Regions from separate parts of the Bombyx mori genome. Here region 1 is linked to region 2. The links are chromatin contacts, called in public Hi-C maps. All regions are on one chromosome and are shown on one strand. Each heading gives the region's core, a stretch centred on a gene start, on an enhancer-like site or on the middle of the called end of the contact. The rest is flanking DNA. Distances are from core to core; before and after follow the strand shown.

Region 1 (4,006 bases), core at 129-2,628, 86 kb before region 2:
AGCCCTGGCCCTCTAAGTGTTTCGGGTCCCCTTTACACGTCGGTCTGGGGACCGGCAAAGGGGGCCTAAGAAGACGACGTGCAAGCTGCTCTGCACGCGTTTTACGCAAGAGCATCCGGGTGATGGAAGGCCGGCTATCCTCGACCCACGCTGGTTTTGATCCAGCGGGGTATTCCGTAGGATAACCCATTCTAACCGGCGCCATCTAGGCGGGCTCCGGATAGCCTGCCGACCGAGAGGGCTGGTGGTCGTGGCGCCGACGACCACCGGTCCGGCGTCCCGAGGGGGAGGGTGATGGGAGAGATGTGCTCCGCACTAAACGCTTCACTTTCCCCTCTTTGCCTTTTCATGGGTTCTGTCTCATGCGAGGTTCGGACGCGGGTTGTTGAGCGACAGGAGGTTTTACTCAGTTCGACTCCGACATGCCCCGCCCTTCATCCCCAGGGGAGGGCGGAAGTCCGGCGATTTCCTCCTGACCAAAAAAAAAAAAAAAAAAAAAAAAAAAAAAAAAAAAAAAAAAAAAAAAAAAAAAAAAAAAAAAAAAAAAAAAAAAAAGCTATAAGATATTTTGTAGGATACGTTTTGTAATGCGAGTTTTAATTTGCTATTAATTGACGTTTGCTACATACATAATTCGTCTCAATGTTCAAATGGTTAATAGTCAAAACTGGAAAACAATATCCGATTAAGAACTACTTACGTAATACATACATTTTAAAAGAAGAACTGTAGTGGCTTGATTGGAAATCCAACAAAATTTACTCTATCGTGTTTAAGTTTTGAGTAACAAACGGAGATTTATTAACGTTTATCAGTTTTTAATGTTCCATTTAATTGCAATATATAAGCATACTTTAGGTATTGCAACTTGCTGAAGCTAAAGTAAAAACACCAAACTTATTATAATTTAGTTTAATATGTCTAAATTCACGCAAACATAAGATCAGTCATTTGCGATCGTTGTCATAATGGATCTTTTTTTTTCTACCTTCGATGGTGAACTATTTTTTTTTTTGCTTAGATGGGTGGACGAGCTTACAGCCCACCTGGTGTTAAGTGGTTACTGGAGCCCATAGACATCTACAACGTAAATGCGCCACCCACCTTGAGATATAAGTTCTAAGGTCTCAGTATAGTTACAACGGCTGCCCCACCCTTCAAACCGAAACGCATTACTGCTTCACGGCAGAAATAAGCAGGGCGGTGGTACCTACCCGTGCGGACTCACAAGAGGTATTACCACCAGTAAAAAATGGGCTTATGTCAGCGTAACTGGGCGAGTACTGGATACAATCTAGATTAACTTTTATATAACAACGCACGTTACTCGTGTTACGACACACGTGTTACTTTGGGGGCCAATTCACGAGCCCCTTCCATTGGGTTCAAAGTCAATGTCGGCTCACAGCCCGCCGAGCGCGCGGCGGATGTGCGTTGTCATCTAACTACCCGCGGTGATTTCGTGTGATGTAATAATAGCGTCTTTTTTTTTATTACCAATCCTAGTAACCTCGATAGATTATACTAGATTCGCAGAACGAGAAGGCGAGCTCATGAGGCTCTAACTTGAAGAAATATGTAATAGCGTCTGCGTAAAAAATGTGATTCGTTCATCTAACTCAGTGATTCTCAACCTTTTTTTTGTTGCGGCACATATTTAACGATTTCAAAATTTGGCGGCACACAAAAAAAAAGATAAAAATTATTTACTTACTACAACACACTGCATAAATAGTTTATCAATAAATTTTAATATACGAAATAAACTAAAATATACTATAATTTTTTTTTTTGTGGATTTAAATATATATTCATTCTTAAAATATTTTTCTTTTAAAATTATATAATTTAATAATATTAACATTATTATATATTCGCAAAATTTTGCGGCACACAAAAGTGCCGCGGAACAGTGGTTGAGAATCACTGAATTCTAACTTATTCAAATTTTCGTAGTTCCTTCGATTTTTGCGAGTGGTCGATGTAAAACTAACTGTCTCGGTGGTGTGGTAGTTAGCGCTGTTATTTTAGCTTTAGTTTGTTAGTTTAGCTGTTCTACACACACTCATCACTTTTAATTATTATTCTCATAAAATCCTCTCGCAGGTCTGCTGGAAGAGATTTCTTAAAGAAATAAGCAGTGCCTTTGAACATATTTTTCCTATTACTCTGTACTACTTATGGCTTCTTTTTTGTGTGTACATAAATAAATAAATAAGAAAAGCCTAATAAAGTAATGTGATTGATTGCATTTGTAATTAATGAATTGCAGAGTATAACATGAATACGTTGAAACAAGCTTGCAGTCGACGGTGGTTTTATTTATAAACAAAGGATTGGTGATTTATTTCATTGTTAACTGCGTAGTATATATTTGTTTTCATAAATGCAATTCGCAAAACGTAAAAGATCTTGATAAAACAGGTAGTTTCGCTATTCGATAACAGATGGCGCTGTATTATAAACAAGAAACTAATAATTTAATGTTTGAAATCTAACTTGTTTAAAAAGAAAGTAAAACAGTGATTAATTGTGTTTACGGAAACCTTGTGTGTAGCGTCTCGTAATATGTTTTAGTCAATTCGATAAATTAACAAATTCCTCGACTTACATTTTCAGAATTGGATTTTTGGAGGAAAATTTGGGACGCGCGACATTTAACATTGTTTTTTAGTTTCTAGTTTCTATTCGGGCTTAATGGTTTAATGGTAAAGGTTTAATAAGCTTATTTTCCTAATGCTTTTGAAAACATATGTGCAAGATATTGTATTGTTTGTTTTCTTTACTGCAACATTATTCCAAGCCCACGGCATTTTAGTTCCGATTGCATCACCTTACAGTCCGGACGTGTTTTTGCGAGAAACTGTCGCTGTCGTCGCGATCTTGTGTCTTGAGTTTCGCTGCATTGTCGTTGTCGCATCGATCGCGGCATTGTTGCGAATTCTTGACGCACTATCGCTGGCGTCGCGACCTTGTGTCGTAAAAGCAACTCGAACTTGTCGATTGTGCATTCGTAACGACTTCACATTATCATCCACTCATATCATTTATTAAATTTATTTATTTATTCGGCGAGTAAAACAGTCTCTTTCGAGACTAACCCCCCGCTGAGATCACCGCTTGTTGTGGCATTCTCACAACCCAGTGGGGCCCCACCTTCCCAAACTTCCACCCCAATCCTAGCCGACTGCCGTTTTCACTGCAAAGGCACTCCCCCCCCTTGGAGCTGGTAAAGCTCAGGGGGTGAACTCCTACTCAGGGGACTCGCCTTTCGGCGAGTGTGCCTTAAGTCCCGGGGACGCCCCCCCCGGGCAAAAACGAAAAAATGGAAGAAGAGCTCTTAGGGTTTCTCGGGTTACTTGCCGAGAAGTACCCGGCGCTATCCAACCTCACGGCCGAATTCGCGGCCTACAGGGCCGCCCGCGCGAGTCCCGCCCCGCCCGCGTCCCTCGCCGCGTCATTTCGAGCCGCGCAGTCATGCCCCGCCCCCAAACCCAATTTGAGCGCACGTATGCACGTAGCGACTCATGAAGCGCCTAGCGCCAACGAAGCGCCTAACGCACCCGCGACGTCATTCTCGCCAATCTCATCCGTCGCGTCGTCCGTAATAATTAACTCAGGTTCAGACTCCGATACCGGATCGGAGATGGACTTCGAGTCCGCGACGAGCCCGCAGCCCGGAACCTCGGATGGGTTCCAAACGGTTAAACGCGGGAAAAAACGTACTCGCGCCGTGGAGTCCCGGAGCTCCACGACAAAACAAACCAAGTCAGCGACTGCCTCCCGTCCGCAGGTAGTCGTGACACCGGAGTCGGACTCCGGCCGCCGCGCAACCCCACCGCCGCGTCCCAAGCCCGCACCCGCGCAAAAAACCGTCGCCCCGCCCCCGCTGATTCTCCAGGAGAAGTCAGCATGGAACCGCGTCTCCCAGGCCCTTCAGGCAAACAAAATAAACTATACCCATGCGCGTAACGTCGCGCATGGGATTCAAATAAAGGTCGCAACG
Region 2 (4,191 bases), core at 589-3,088:
AGTTAAAAGATTTAATTACGCACAAATAAATGAATATACATATTATGTATATCGGTGTGCTTAGTATGGATTTTTTAACGTTCACGACAGCGTAAAAGTTAACCCAATTTTGTATGCAGTTGGAACAGCGCCCCTAACGGCAAACGTAGGCAAACGATCCCATTCCATACAAATTTGAGTTAACTTTTACGCTATCGAGAACGTTAAAAAACTCACACTAAGCACACTGGTAGCTGTTAGTAAATCCCACTCCAGTAAGTAGTAAAGCAGAGCACTCCAGTAGTAAAGCAGAGCTCGTGCTCGCCCACCTGTCCTGGTGAAACTGGAAAGGCCTCCGGGCCACCAGTAAAACTTCAATCATAAAAAATAATACACACGAAGTTAGTAAAAGCATTTTAAAAAAACAAAGAAACAGCTAAGTTCGCAACACTAACGGTGTCGCGTACAAACAAAACAAAAAGATAAAATATTTTATAAATATTTTATGACACAGATCTACTTAATTTTTTTTTAAATCTCATTCACTTACTATACTATTTTCTACTGGTGGTAGGACCTCTTGTGAGTCCGCGCGGGTAGGTACCACCACCCTGCCTATTTCTGCCGTGAAGCAGTAATGCGTTTCGGTTTGAAGGGTAGGACAGCCGTTGTAACTGTAACTATACTTGAGACCTTAGAACTTATATCTCAAGGTGGGTGGCGCATTTACGTTGTAGATGTCTATGGGCTCCAGTAACTACTTAACACCAGGTGGGCTGTGAACTCGTCCACCCATCTAAGCAATAGAAAAAAAACTTAAGTACTTACATACGAGCACTCAAATTATAAGTTCGTGTTACATTCAAGTTACTTACGTGAGGCGTAAGTAGGTATGGTTTGTAGGGAAGTATTGTTTTGAAGATTTTGAAAGATCTCGGCGAAAATCACGTCTGAAAAACGAATAAGAGTCGTCACAATTAAATGTTCAAAACTTCATGATGTACTGAGTCCCCATCTTAGTATACGCGCTTGTATCATTAGCATCTTTAATCTATACTCTATACTATAATAATATTATAAAGAGGAAAGATTTGTTTGTTTGTTTGTTTCGAATAGGCTCCGAAACTACTGGACCGATTTGAAAAATTATTTTTCCATTAGAAGCCGACATTGTCCCTGATGAACATAGGCTACTTTTTTTTTTATTTTTTTTATTTTTTTTTTTTGATTTCATGTGTGTTTTAATGTTTCCGAAGCGAAGCGAGGGTGGGTCGCTAGTCCTACTATAAAATTTGTTTAGAATATCTCCACGAAAGCTCGGACGTTTCTCACGAATTAAACGAATTTAATTCAAATATAAATGTAAATTTTAGTTGTTTAATTAATTGTAGTTGGCGTAATTGTAAAATCATTTATTAGATTACTTAACTAGTCCTTGTGGTTCGGTGGGAGCACGCGCGATTTCGAAGCGATTCTCGGATTGCGATTGCACCGGATGGGTGGACATGCTCGCTGCCTATCATAGCCACCTTGAGACATGAGGCCGAATATTCAACCGTGTTGCCAAACGGCTGTTCTACTGTTATATAATGCCGCCATCCTGCCTATTCTCTAGCTAACCTACCCGCGCGGCTCAAAATATAGCTGCATACTGATGCCTCTGCGTACTCACATACTAACGTACTGTAAGGAATAATGAGGAACAATAATTATTCTTCTTCCTAGTACCAGAGTACTTCAGAGTTGTGATTCTAAATGAGAATAATTCAATAATTTCTTTTGTCACTTGCCTTTAGGCAATGTTTCCGGCATAGTACCACGAACGTGCAATAGATGGCGTGATTTTCAACACAAGCTTGTATCTTTGTTTATTCAAATGATCACATTTAATTCTATGTCGTAGACAACGGTTTGACTACTGCGAGCACTTAAGTTAGGAAAATTTGAGAAGAGAACTTTTTTACTGGTGGTACGACCTCTTGTGAGTCCGCACAGGTAGATACCACCACCCTGCCTATTTCTGCCGTGAAGCAGTAATGCGTTTCGGTTTGAAGGGTGGGGCTGCCGTTGTAAATATACTGAGACCTTAGAACTTATCTCAAGGTGGGTGGCGCATTTACGTTGTGGATGTCTTTGGGCTCCAGTAACCACAACACCAGGTGGGCTGTGAGCTCGTACAGCGATCTAAAAAAAAAAATAGTTTATTTCAAAGTCAGGCGTAATCAGACCCTTTCACTCATATATCTGTGGTTTGGTTCGACTAAAAATAGCTATTATCGTGCCCATGAAATCCCATCGCCTTTATTAGTATAAAATCACGTACAATGCGTTTTCAGAGATATCACCCACGCACCTACGGACCGGAACGATCTCCCCTATGTTTTTTTCATTAGCGGTATGACAGTATTTCCGTCACGGTGTCGTAACAATACCAAATGTTTCGTAAGTGCAATACTAAAAAAAAATGCAGCGTATAACTTACATGTAAAAAATGAGATGTGCTAATTTCTAATTTGAAATTAACTTAGTTTTATACTAGTTAGCAATTGGAACAACCGTCCTGGGAGAAGCCGAAACGAAATAGAAGATGATGGTACAAAGAGCCACGTGGGCTTTTTAAGGACACGACCTTCAGCAATGAAGTATGGGACTAAGAAGAAGAAGCAATATAAAGTGATAGACTATAAAAAATCGGGAAATCCGAGACAATATCACGGATCGTTTGGAACCTCTGGGGTCTGCGGAGGGACTTCGGTTCCCTCTGTGTTTTGTATCGTTTGTTCCATGGGGAGTGCTCTGAGGAATTGTTCGAGATGATACCGACATCTCGTTTTTACCATCGCACCGCCCGCCACCGGAGTAGAGTTCATCCATACTACCTGGAGCCACTGCGGTCATCCACAGTGCGTTTCCAGAGGTATTTTTTGCCACGTACCATCTGGCTATGGAATGAGCTCCCCTCCACGGTGTTTCTCGAGCGCTATGACATGTTCTTCAAACGAGGCTTGTGGAGAGTATTAAGTGGTAGGCAGCGGCTTGGCTCTGCCCCTGGCATTACTGAAGTCCATGGGCGACGGTAACCACTCACCATCAGGTGGGCCGTATGCTCGTCTGCCTACAAGGGCATTAAAAAAAAATGAAACCTGACAACCCTGTTCTATGGGAATGTCACATATGAACATATGAAGAGCTAAACAGACGCTGCAAAATGACCTAATTAGTGTTAATTTTGATGTGCTATCGCATTACACTGGACTTACATTTCAAACAATTTCAACTAACTCAATCATTGGAAACATCTAGCAAAAAAAAAACGACGTAGAATTGTTGTATGCAATTTTAATTCTATGTTCATGAAGGTTGTTGACCCGAAAACTGGCGTACCTAGTTAATATACCGCCATATTTGTCTCGCACCATTCTGACCTTTAACGGGTCCAAATATAGATTTAAAAAAAAAACATGACCTTAGTTAAATCTAATTTAAATAACTAGTGTTCGCCCAATCATCATTGGCATCATTACAAACATTGGCACCTAACGTAAAACAGATTTTCTCTTTGGTTATGTTTATGAAATTTAGAAGAAAAAAGTATTTAAAATTTTTCGTCAGACAAAAATAGAATCGGTTGATAAATGGAGAAGAAAATATTGTTTTTAGTGGTGTCAACCTACAACAACGTACATGTAAATTTTTAATTAAACCACGATATTATTATGTTAGTTGTACATATTTAAAGTGCATTATGAATACAAGATTTTACTATTAGAATATACGCAGTGTAACAGTAATCCCGCCAAAAACTAAAATAGGTTTTATATGTTCTGTTTTGCATAGATTATATAAAAAAACTGCCAGTGACTGTAAGTGCTTCTACAGTCTGCAACATACTAAATATTTTTGCGTATTTTTCCTTTTTCAATTTCTCTCTGATGTTTTTATCGTCAGTGTAGAGTTTGTAAAAAAAGTAATTTATTAAATATATGCATATTCCGTTATCTGAAAATTTATTGGAGCGAAATGAGATGAACTTGATCTATTTGAGACTGTTGACAATAGAGATGAACTTTTTAAAATGAGATGAGATGAGATGGGATAAAATAAAGTCTTAGTACAATGTTGGCAATTTTTACTTCAGTGGATTAAAAGAACCTCAGAAGCCACACGTACAGAGGCTTGTGTTTCGGCTTCCCACATTTATGCACTTTCACG

Evidence for each region. A called contact is a pair of places that touch in the nucleus more often than the background predicts.
Region 1: a contact with region 2 is called in a Hi-C map of middle silk gland, with 4 times the contacts expected there. The contact joins two enhancer-like sites. A contact is called at or near these places in 2 of 7 Hi-C or Micro-C datasets (middle silk gland and whole pupa).

The regions. Positions count from the first base shown.
Region 1 is chr19:3,993,498-3,997,503 of ASM3026992v2, reverse strand. All of the region lies in intron 2 of LOC101736692 (phospholipid phosphatase 2), which reads right to left. Among protein-coding and RNA genes, the nearest start is that of LOC134200656, 25 kb to the right of the region's middle. Within about 2 kb of position 1,378, at least 2 of the 8 cell types and tissues checked have open chromatin away from gene starts, as enhancers often do.
Region 2 is chr19:3,907,653-3,911,843 of ASM3026992v2, reverse strand. All of the region lies in intron 2 of LOC101736826 (phospholipid phosphatase 2), which reads left to right. Among protein-coding and RNA genes, the nearest start is that of LOC101736826, 28 kb to the left of the region's middle. Within about 2 kb of position 1,838, at least 4 of the 8 cell types and tissues checked have open chromatin away from gene starts, as enhancers often do.